Linked DNA regions of Hordeum vulgare: region 2 is linked to region 1. A link is a contact called in public Hi-C data. All regions are on one chromosome and are shown on one strand. The core of a region is the stretch at or near the end of the contact, and the rest is flanking DNA. Distances in the headings are between cores, read along the strand shown.

Region 1 (4,576 bases), core at 648-3,147:
AAGATGTGGAGCGTGCATTTGGTGTGCTTCAGTTTTGATGGGGTATCGTTCGAAACCCTGCATTGACATGGAGCACTCAGAAGCTTTGGGAGGTGATGATTTCTTATGTGATCATGCACAACATGACTGTTGAGGATGAGCATGATGGAAGCATCTACGACCAAAGGTTTGATTTACAGCGTCAGAATGTTGAGCATGAGCACCCACCTCCTGGAACCTTTGAATAGTTTGTTCGGTTTCATCGTGAGATGCGTGATCGAAACACTCATACATAGGTGCAAGATGACTTGATTGAGTACATGTGGGATCAAATTTGCAATCAGTAGATTTATCGGTTTAATCTTTTTTCGTGTGCAAAAACTTTGTGTGGTTTTGTAAGACTATTTGATATTTTTAAATTTTAATTGAATTGTAATAAAATATTATTTTGAATATTAAACTATTAGTTACATTTGATTTGAATTATTTTTGCTATGCTTGATTATTATACTTGTTCTTCGACGGATGAGATGGAACAAAAGATGCGGCCGCGATGAACGTCCGGCCGACGTAAACCGGTAAACAAACCTTATTATTATGTTAAAACGGACAAAATCCGGATAAAACAGATGTCACTTCAGTATGCGTTGGAGTTGTCCTCAGAGCCAGCCATCAACAATAGTCATGCACGCACCGCTGGCCTGCGCTGGCACACACCACTGCTGGCGGCCGTACGTGTGATCCCTTAACAGGCCGGACGCTGCACCAAGTTTTTACCCCATTTGCACATGTCTCCAGCAGGGGAGCGGGTCGCGCACCGCCGTGACACGGCGACAGACAAGATAGAACCGCACCCGTCCACCTGTCCACCACAGGCCCCATAGGCCATACGGACGTGAATCCCTCCCTCCCGTCGGTCGATCCAAAGCATGTTCGCACCAACTGTTCTCTCGCCGGAGCACCGCGACGTACGTACGTACGTGTCCCCGACCGCCGCACGTTTCCTCCCCACCTTTTCACGTGCCACGGCGCCTTTCCCGACAAGCGCGCGCTCCGTGCATGCAGCCCCGGGGCGACGCCGCGCGCCGCTGCGCGAGCGGCACACGTACGCGGCGTCGTCTGGAACCCCTGCGACGTGTGCCGGCCCGCACATGCATGGGCGCGGGGGGCGCATGTGGAGTGATCCCCGGCCCGCGGCACGTACGTACGACCCGTCGCTTTACGCTCTCGCTAAACCTGCCGAGTCACCGCCATGGCGGCCATTACGTGGTGGCTAACCCCTCCTCGAATCTTGGGCCTCCACTGTACTACGCCTCAAGTAGTAAAACCGGCTCGTCCTCGCCGGCAATACTTTATCCGGCCGGAGAGAGCGACGTGCGCAGGGACTGGCCGATAGAATAGTCGGGACGGGTCGGGTCGTGTCTCGGCCACGAGCAAAAGCCATTTGCGGAGCTTGCGATTTGCAAGAAATTAAAAGCGGGCATCCATCGACATTCCATCTGCAGCTAGGTAGGTGACGACGCTTTCTTATCCGTCCATCCATATCTACCTATAGCTGCTTTGGCTAACGGGATTAAGCTATCACGTACAGTAACCTTTTCCTTCTTTTTTGGGGTCCAGAAAAGCAGGTACGGGTCGGTCTCGTGAGGTTGAGGCTTGAGCGCGCTGGCCGGCAGCTTTGCTTGGGTTACAATCCATAATGCGGTCCCTAATGATGCGCTTTATGGCGTATCGCCGGTACTGGTAAGAACTGATTAGGCTAATATAAGCACACACGCACGCACGCTTTTCTCGCCATGGATCTTATCCGGAACAGATGCTCCAGGGGCGCCACGTTGGCATCGGGTGCTCGTGCATAGCCATCGGTTTGGTAGGTGGGATTCGCTTGTCACATGCGAACATGCATAGCCTCAACGGCATCCCGTTGCCAACCGAGGCTGCCACGGACACACGGTGGATTTCTTCCAGGGCTGATCGATCAGATATTCAGATGGTGCTGCGTCACAGTGTCAAGCCACCAACTAATTTCCTTTTAACAATCACCATCCGGGGTCTTGGCATCTTGGCTAACCCGCAGCTCAGGAGCAGGTAGATTGTATTTGTTTTGCCTGGTCCAAATGTAAGTTGTTCAAGTACATGTGCACCCCAACGGAGTGAAGCAAAAACCGCTAGCCCTAGTTAGGCGACAAGCTTAGTCGTTGTGTGCTTTCCTTGCCTTGTTGACCTTAACTACGTACGCACCCTGTCCGTGGGAGTCTTAACGGAAAAGTCAGCCACCTACAAGAGTACATACACTACCGTCGAAGAACCTTAGCTATAGTGAATGATAGTGACCAGCCGGCACGGCACAAGTATTTCCAAATCACTGTCTGCGTCCATATCCTGTCACTTGTTGAGTGCCCCCATGGTATTCTACTACTCCGGCATAGTTGACGTTGTGTCTGCCTGTCTGGTTTCTCCGCAGCAACTAGACCGAAAAACACAGCTGGCCTAACCGTGTAGTGAACAACGACCGCCTTCTTATCCATCCCGGCTTAGCATAGCAGGGCTTGCCAATTTAATCGTCAGCATGTCGCTGTTACTTGATCCGCAAATTAAGTCTCGCGACTGGGCTAGCCCTAGCCATATACATCATCGCCTCTTCCATATAATTGGGTCCATGCATGCACGAAGGTCAGCAGCCATTGGGCACGGGCTTGGACTTCGCGTGCTTGGATTTGATCTTGACGTGCAGCATCGATGATTAACTATGCAGCGCTGTTTTAGTACGTGCTTCGGTTACTTTGTCATAGATATCTTCTTCTTTCCGCGCAAATCGGGGCGCTTGTTCTTCTCTTGTCTACTGTCTTCTTAGTGGAGAAAGCAGACATCATCGCAACTTGCCAAGATATGCCATAAAACAACTGGACCTGCGTGAAAAGACGAGGCTACTCCAGCAGAAATTACAGAATATATATCGCTCCACTTTGCATCAGCAGCCTATTGGCACCAGAAATGGAGCTTTATTAATTAGCTTTGCTTGCCGTAACAATGCGTGCATGAGATGAGATGGAGCATCGTATCATCCAAGAATCATAGGGGTCGACAACCTAGCAAGATAGCACACTTGGCGTCTTCTTTATGAGCTTGCAAGCATAGACCATATTAAGATATTTCGGTAGTTAGGGTTAGGCCACCATATCATATGAGGGAGGATAAGGCAGAATCTAGTCACTGTACTTGGTTTGAGATGCCTGCTAGCATGCCGTGCACACGTGCTGCCGCCTCAGGATCCCGGAGCGGAAGCAAACCAGCGGACAGGGGAATGCGTGGTTTCTATTCCCGGTAGACACTAAATAATGCAATGGCTGTTGATGCGTTGCTTTTGTTCGGAGCGTTCGTCGCTTAACATTACGAGTATACCGTACGCATGGCGCTGTCAAGTTGAGGAGGGCCATGTGAGGGGCAACGAAACCCTAGGCATTATAGAAAGCCGCTGCGGTTTGCTCATCTTTATCGGCTGCGGAGAAGAAAGGAACCGGTGGTCAAACCTTGGGCCCTAAGCACCTTGCAAAACTTCCAAATGACTTATCAACCCGCTTTCTTCTTCTTTCCAAGCCTGCTTTTGAAGAGAGTTTAGAGAGAAGTCTAGTAGCAAGGGGAGCTAGCTGCATGCCTGTTTAGAACACTGAAAGAAAACTTCGCAATCGGTGTGCTAATCCCTGAAAGGCATGACCGAGTCAAGAGCCGGTTAAACTTAATGACCAAGATTTGGATTTGGAGTATGTTAACATGACCTACTGACCTAGCTTGAATGGTTGAATGGTTGGGGGTGCTCGGAGGCAGTAGAGTGAGGACAAGTCCGTGGTTACATGTGCATCCGGTTCAATTCGTTTTATTGTTAGTCTTCTTCTTTTGCGTGGATCCATTTGCTATCTAATTTATTTCCGGCCCACCAACTGAATTCGTACATTGCAAATCCTTCTTTATTCTAAAACTTACTCCTAATACATCCACCTTCAGGGAATTTGGTTGGCTTTATCTGATTACGAGCGTAATCCATTTCTGATAGCGAAAGAGAAATGATGATGGACGACGACTGTACGCAAACATGGCAAAAAAGAGCCGTATGGTGAGGTTCGATTGCATATTATGACGAATTTGCTATTTGCAGGATAATCAAATGCAATATTTTATAAAAATCTGGTCATTTCAACGCACACGGTTCAAGCAAGCAGGCGTGTGCGATCGAGAACAAAAAACACACGCAACTCATAGCACGACCGTCTATGATCTACAGAAAAAGCACATGAGATATAAACTGAAACATTTATGATACATAAGAAATCGCAGACAATTTGCAGCACTTATACGTGTCCTAGGAGCTCCTCAATCATTTGCGGTGGCACCTAATCTCACACGTGACTCAAAATAACCAGGGTCGAAGCTAGAAAACTTTCTCAATGGGGTCATCTCTATGTTACCTCTAATTTAAGAGGGTCATACGCTGAAGTAAGTAGTAGTTAGTACTACGTGATCAAAAGATTTTAGAATTTCATTGGGGTCTACTGGCCCCAATGCCACTATACCAGCTCCGTCCCTAAATTAAACCATGTCC
Region 2 (4,576 bases), core at 917-3,416, 310 kb after region 1:
ATTTGTTTAGTATCGTCACGGGAAATGTATTGTCCAGGTGCCTACCTCGGGTATGTAACATACCGCGAGTCGTGGCTTGATACGAAAGTTCCCTGAGTTTTATAGGTAAAGTGTGCAACCTGTGCAGAGTGTCAAACTATTTGAATAGTTGTGTCCACGATCAAGAATAGTTGGATGGTGCTTCTTAAACTATGTCCAAAGTTTTACAAACTTGGTGTGTGTGTGACAAAAGAGATACTTGAGCTAAGTCGGGTGACTTGAGAAGATGACTAAACTTGAGTTGCTCCAACTCTGTTCATATTGATATTTGTAACGTCAAGATGCGTGTTTACTCTTGATAGGTCATGACATTGCATTCAAAACTAGCTTTCGCAAAAGTACATACTTAGTGTTATACCATGCAATGTTTACTCTATTAGAAACATGGGTTGCTTGCGAGTACATTTCAAAGTACTCACTAGCTTGTCCCTAGCTATTTTATTGACGAGGCATGGAAGAGCAGGTCTATGATCAAGAACACCTCCGTGACGATCATGCGAATTAGGACGCTTTCTAGTGAGATGTGTGTAGGATTAAGGCAGATATCATGGGTTCACGCTATCATTGGAGATTACCATTGCCAGTTTATGTTTGATGTTTGGCCTTCATGGCCCTACCTATGTAAGAGACCATAATGGTCATAATTTGTGTAAGAGGATATGTAATGGATATAAGTCTCTTGTTATTCAGTTTATACGAGCATTGATACCGAGATCACTTTACACATGCATTCGGTAACTTCAAGTTATGAGTCAGGGTCCCCACATGCTCCTTACTTAACGTGCGGTTGTACGGGCGTATATGGCGTTTAGATGCAACAAATAAAAGATGGTAGCACAAGGTACATTCAAACCGGTCTGCATGTTTTATGTATAGGCATAATTCCATGTTACACGTAGATGGCGAAGTTTTTTTATCCCAAGCTCATATGCTCCATAATAAACAGTAAAATTTTAAAAATAGTAAAAGAGATCACATTTTTTTGACTTTTTTTAGTGATAAACATTGATTAATGTTTCAGTATTCTGCAAATTTTCGTGATGAAATAACATTCGTGGTGGTCTGGCCAATAAAAAAACAAAATCGATGCTTCAAAATGCTTCCAACAATAGTGTTTTTGAAACATCGATTTTGTTTTTTTGCCCGGTCCTATATGAATGTCATTTCATCAAAAAAAATTTCAGGTAGTTAGAAGTTTCATCAATGTTTATCACAAAACAAAATCAGACTTTTTTTTATTTTTTTACCAATTTTTAGACTTTACTGTTCATCAGGAAGCACGTGAGCTTGCGATCAAATACTCCTTGTCCGATGGCGAAAGTTCTCTTTTATCCCTGATGGCGACTTTTACCATTCCGATGTGTGTTTGCAATGTATTGAACGATGATGTTTTACTCTTTAATTATCAGTAGTAAATATGTGTGACTGCGTAGCGAGCAGAAATGCAACAACGAGCAAGGAAAGCGCGTCGGTGGACTCACGTAACCTTGTGAATGCTAATACCTATATTAATCACTGATGCATAAAACTGGCCTGCTTAGTAGTCTGGTCAAGAGCCCGAAGCATCGTTGTTAGAGACAAAACCCCATCACTAATCAGTCGACTCCACCACGGGAGGGAGGAAAAGCGAATACTGGTTGGTGGCCAGCCGCTATCGCGGTGTGATGATGTCTCCCCCGGGATACATTGGGCGCGGCACACATGAATACATGATCGATCGAGGTGGAGCGGCGTTACGTTTGTACTAGTCGCACATTTGGCGTTACCCGCTGAATTCCAGCGTCAGGGAGCCACTGCAAACTCATGATTCCTGGTACGGGTTGTGGATGGACACTGGAACCGGCCAAACGGATGGATTAGCGACATGTATGGGTAAGTAGCGGTTGTCATCCGCGCCGTACTTTTGTTTGGCGCAGGCGTTGCGTCGTTCGTTTGGTTCGGCCGGTGCCGCTGTGGTCGGCACAGCCGTTGGGGCGTGGCCACCGTCGTTTTCCGACGAGGTACGTGGGGTGCACGGTGAGCGCGTCAAAAGCGCCCAATCATGCGAAGACTAGTGCCCCTGTGCTCCCAGCTGCCCGGTGCCATGGCGTCGTGGCGCCGTCCGGCGGTTTGTGGTTGTGGCTGTGGCTAGGGCGGGCTTGACGACGCCGACATGCATGCACTGATGCGCCCAGGTGGCCCAACAGCGAGGAGCCGAGGACGTGGGCTGCTCCCAATAATTCGTACCATTTCCCTGACCACAGCTCGTGACTTCGTGAGCAAATTGCATCGCGGTGAGGAGCCATTCCCAATCCCATCCATTCCGTACTCTTATTTGGCGCGGCTTGCATCGTTGGTTTCGACCGCCCCTGCGCTGGCACTGCTCTGCCCACTGTGGTCAGCGGCCCTGGCCACCGTCGTTTTCCGTCGGCATCTGGCCTCCATTGTTTACCGGCGAGGCCTAGGGTCGTATGTAGGGTGCATAATCCGACGCCCTAAATTTATAGTCCGGAAACCAGCGCGTCCAAGATTTACAGGACCCAGAAAAATAAAATTTGCAAAGGATTGGGGAAAGGAAGAGAAAACGGGAGAGTATAAAAAATAATGAATACAGAAAAGAAGAGAGGAGGAAAAGAAAAAAAGAAATTATAATTAAATAAAAAAATAAAAAATTGATAAACTTAGATTTTTTTTTTGTAAAACTGAACGAAAACCGAACTAGATACGGTAAAACTAGACAAAACGTGGAAAAAAAATGCTAAAATCACATGTATCTAGTGGAAAAACCGTAATACTGAAACAAAAAAATTGAAATATCAGTTTCTAGAAAAACAAAGGAACAAAGCCTAGTGCTTGCTTTACTCACATAGGGCAGCCTCGCCTAGGTGAACATAATAATGGGCCAGCCCAGCACATATCGATTTTTGGTTTTCTTTCCAAATGTATTTTTTGTAAATCGTTTTTCGGTTTTTTTTTCTTTAGTTTTTTCAATTGTTTTGTACTTCCACACATTTTAAATATATATTATACAAGACACTTCACATCAAAGAATATAAAAATGTTAATAATGTCAAATGTGCGTAGAAAACTATTTCCCATGCATAGGAAAACGTATACAAGATTATAGAGTGGGTATAAAAAAGTTGATAACGTATTAAAAACGTGAATAAATAATTTAAATTTTTTTTACCAAATATTTTCAAAAAAATAATCAAGAATTAGTTCTTTCTAAAAATGTTATAGGAAAAATATTTCTCATATCTACGAAAACAATATACAAAAAATGTGCATGTGTATGAAGAAATGTTAAATGATTAATAAAATGTTAAATGTCTAGGAAAAATGGAAGCATAATTAAAATGTACAATTTATATTGAATTAAAAGGTCTTCAAAATATATATATTTATAAACAGTTAATTTGTAATTTAGAAATGACAAACAAGTAATAAAAATGTTCCTAGTGTAAATGAAATTTGATCATTGTGTGTGAAAAAATAATTGTTAAATATTTTAAAAAAATTCAAAACCAATATTTAAAAAAGATAATTTATATCATATATTTGAAAAATGTTTAACATGTGTCAACAAAAATGTTTCACGTGTATGTTAAAAACGTACATTCTATACTAAGAGAAGTAGACATGTGTTGAACAAAGAACTAACGGATAAAAATTGAGAAAAAATAAAGAAAATAAGAAAAACAACCAGAAAAGGAAACTGAACAAAACAGAGAAAAAACAAAGAAAAATGGTATGGAAAATAAAACCGAAGGAACCCAATGAAAAAACAGTGAAAACAACAAAAAATCACCAGGAAACAAAGGAAAATAAAGAAAATAAAACTAGAAACAATGAAAACCAAAAAAAGAATATAAACGAATAGAAAAAGTGAAAACCAAAGATAAACAAAGAAAATCCAATAATAATAAACAAATCAGTTAGAAAATAAACTGTGAAACCAGGAAAAGAAACAAAGGAGACCGGTAAAAACAGGAAAAAAGAAGCAAAAAACTGGAGAAGAAACCATAAACACCATAAAAAGGAAAAAGAAAAGGAAAGGAAAAACCCTGATAGAACCGGACCAGTCCACCCACGACCAACGCAGCAAAAGTAACAAAAAGAAAAAGAAGATCTAAAAAAAGTAACAAAAAGAACCCCGCAACTGCGACGACAGAATGGAACAATCGATGCTTCGTTCAGTTGTCTCATGATAGAATCCACCTGTGGTTTCTAACCTCCCAGGGAATTGATGATCCCGGTCCGTTACCTAATCCCCACCATTCCCCATCCATATAAAATCCCTGTGTATATAACATGTTTGGTTTCTTCCATTGTTAATTAACTAGCAAAAGGGCCATGCGTTGCAACGGGAGAAAAAAATACCACACGACACACGCTTTTAATTTATAAAAAATGTCTATAATTTGAAAATTTATAGTTACGATACAAATAAAGATGGTCTTATCCTACAAAAATGCAGTTCAAAATTTCACAGGTCTTCTATTTTAACACGGCTTGCATGTAGATTTAATACGTACAAAGAATCAGTCAAGTGACC

What was found. Hi-C and Micro-C count contacts between places; a contact is called where the count stands out from the background.
Region 2: a contact with region 1 is called in a Hi-C map of seedling, with 3 times the contacts expected there. The contact joins two enhancer-like sites. A contact is called at or near these places in 2 of 6 Hi-C or Micro-C datasets (leaf and seedling).

The regions. Positions count from the first base shown.
Region 1 is chr3H:45,140,659-45,145,234 of MorexV3_pseudomolecules_assembly, forward strand. No RefSeq gene overlaps it. Among protein-coding and RNA genes, the nearest start is that of LOC123442898, 83 kb to the left of the region's middle. Within about 2 kb of position 1,898, at least 3 of the 3 cell types and tissues checked have open chromatin away from gene starts, as enhancers often do. A contact at or near this core is called in leaf and seedling, where this site is marked.
Region 2 is chr3H:45,455,050-45,459,625 of MorexV3_pseudomolecules_assembly, forward strand. No RefSeq gene overlaps it. Among protein-coding and RNA genes, the nearest start is that of LOC123442899, 110 kb to the left of the region's middle. Within about 2 kb of position 2,167, at least 3 of the 3 cell types and tissues checked have open chromatin away from gene starts, as enhancers often do. A contact at or near this core is called in leaf and seedling, where this site is marked.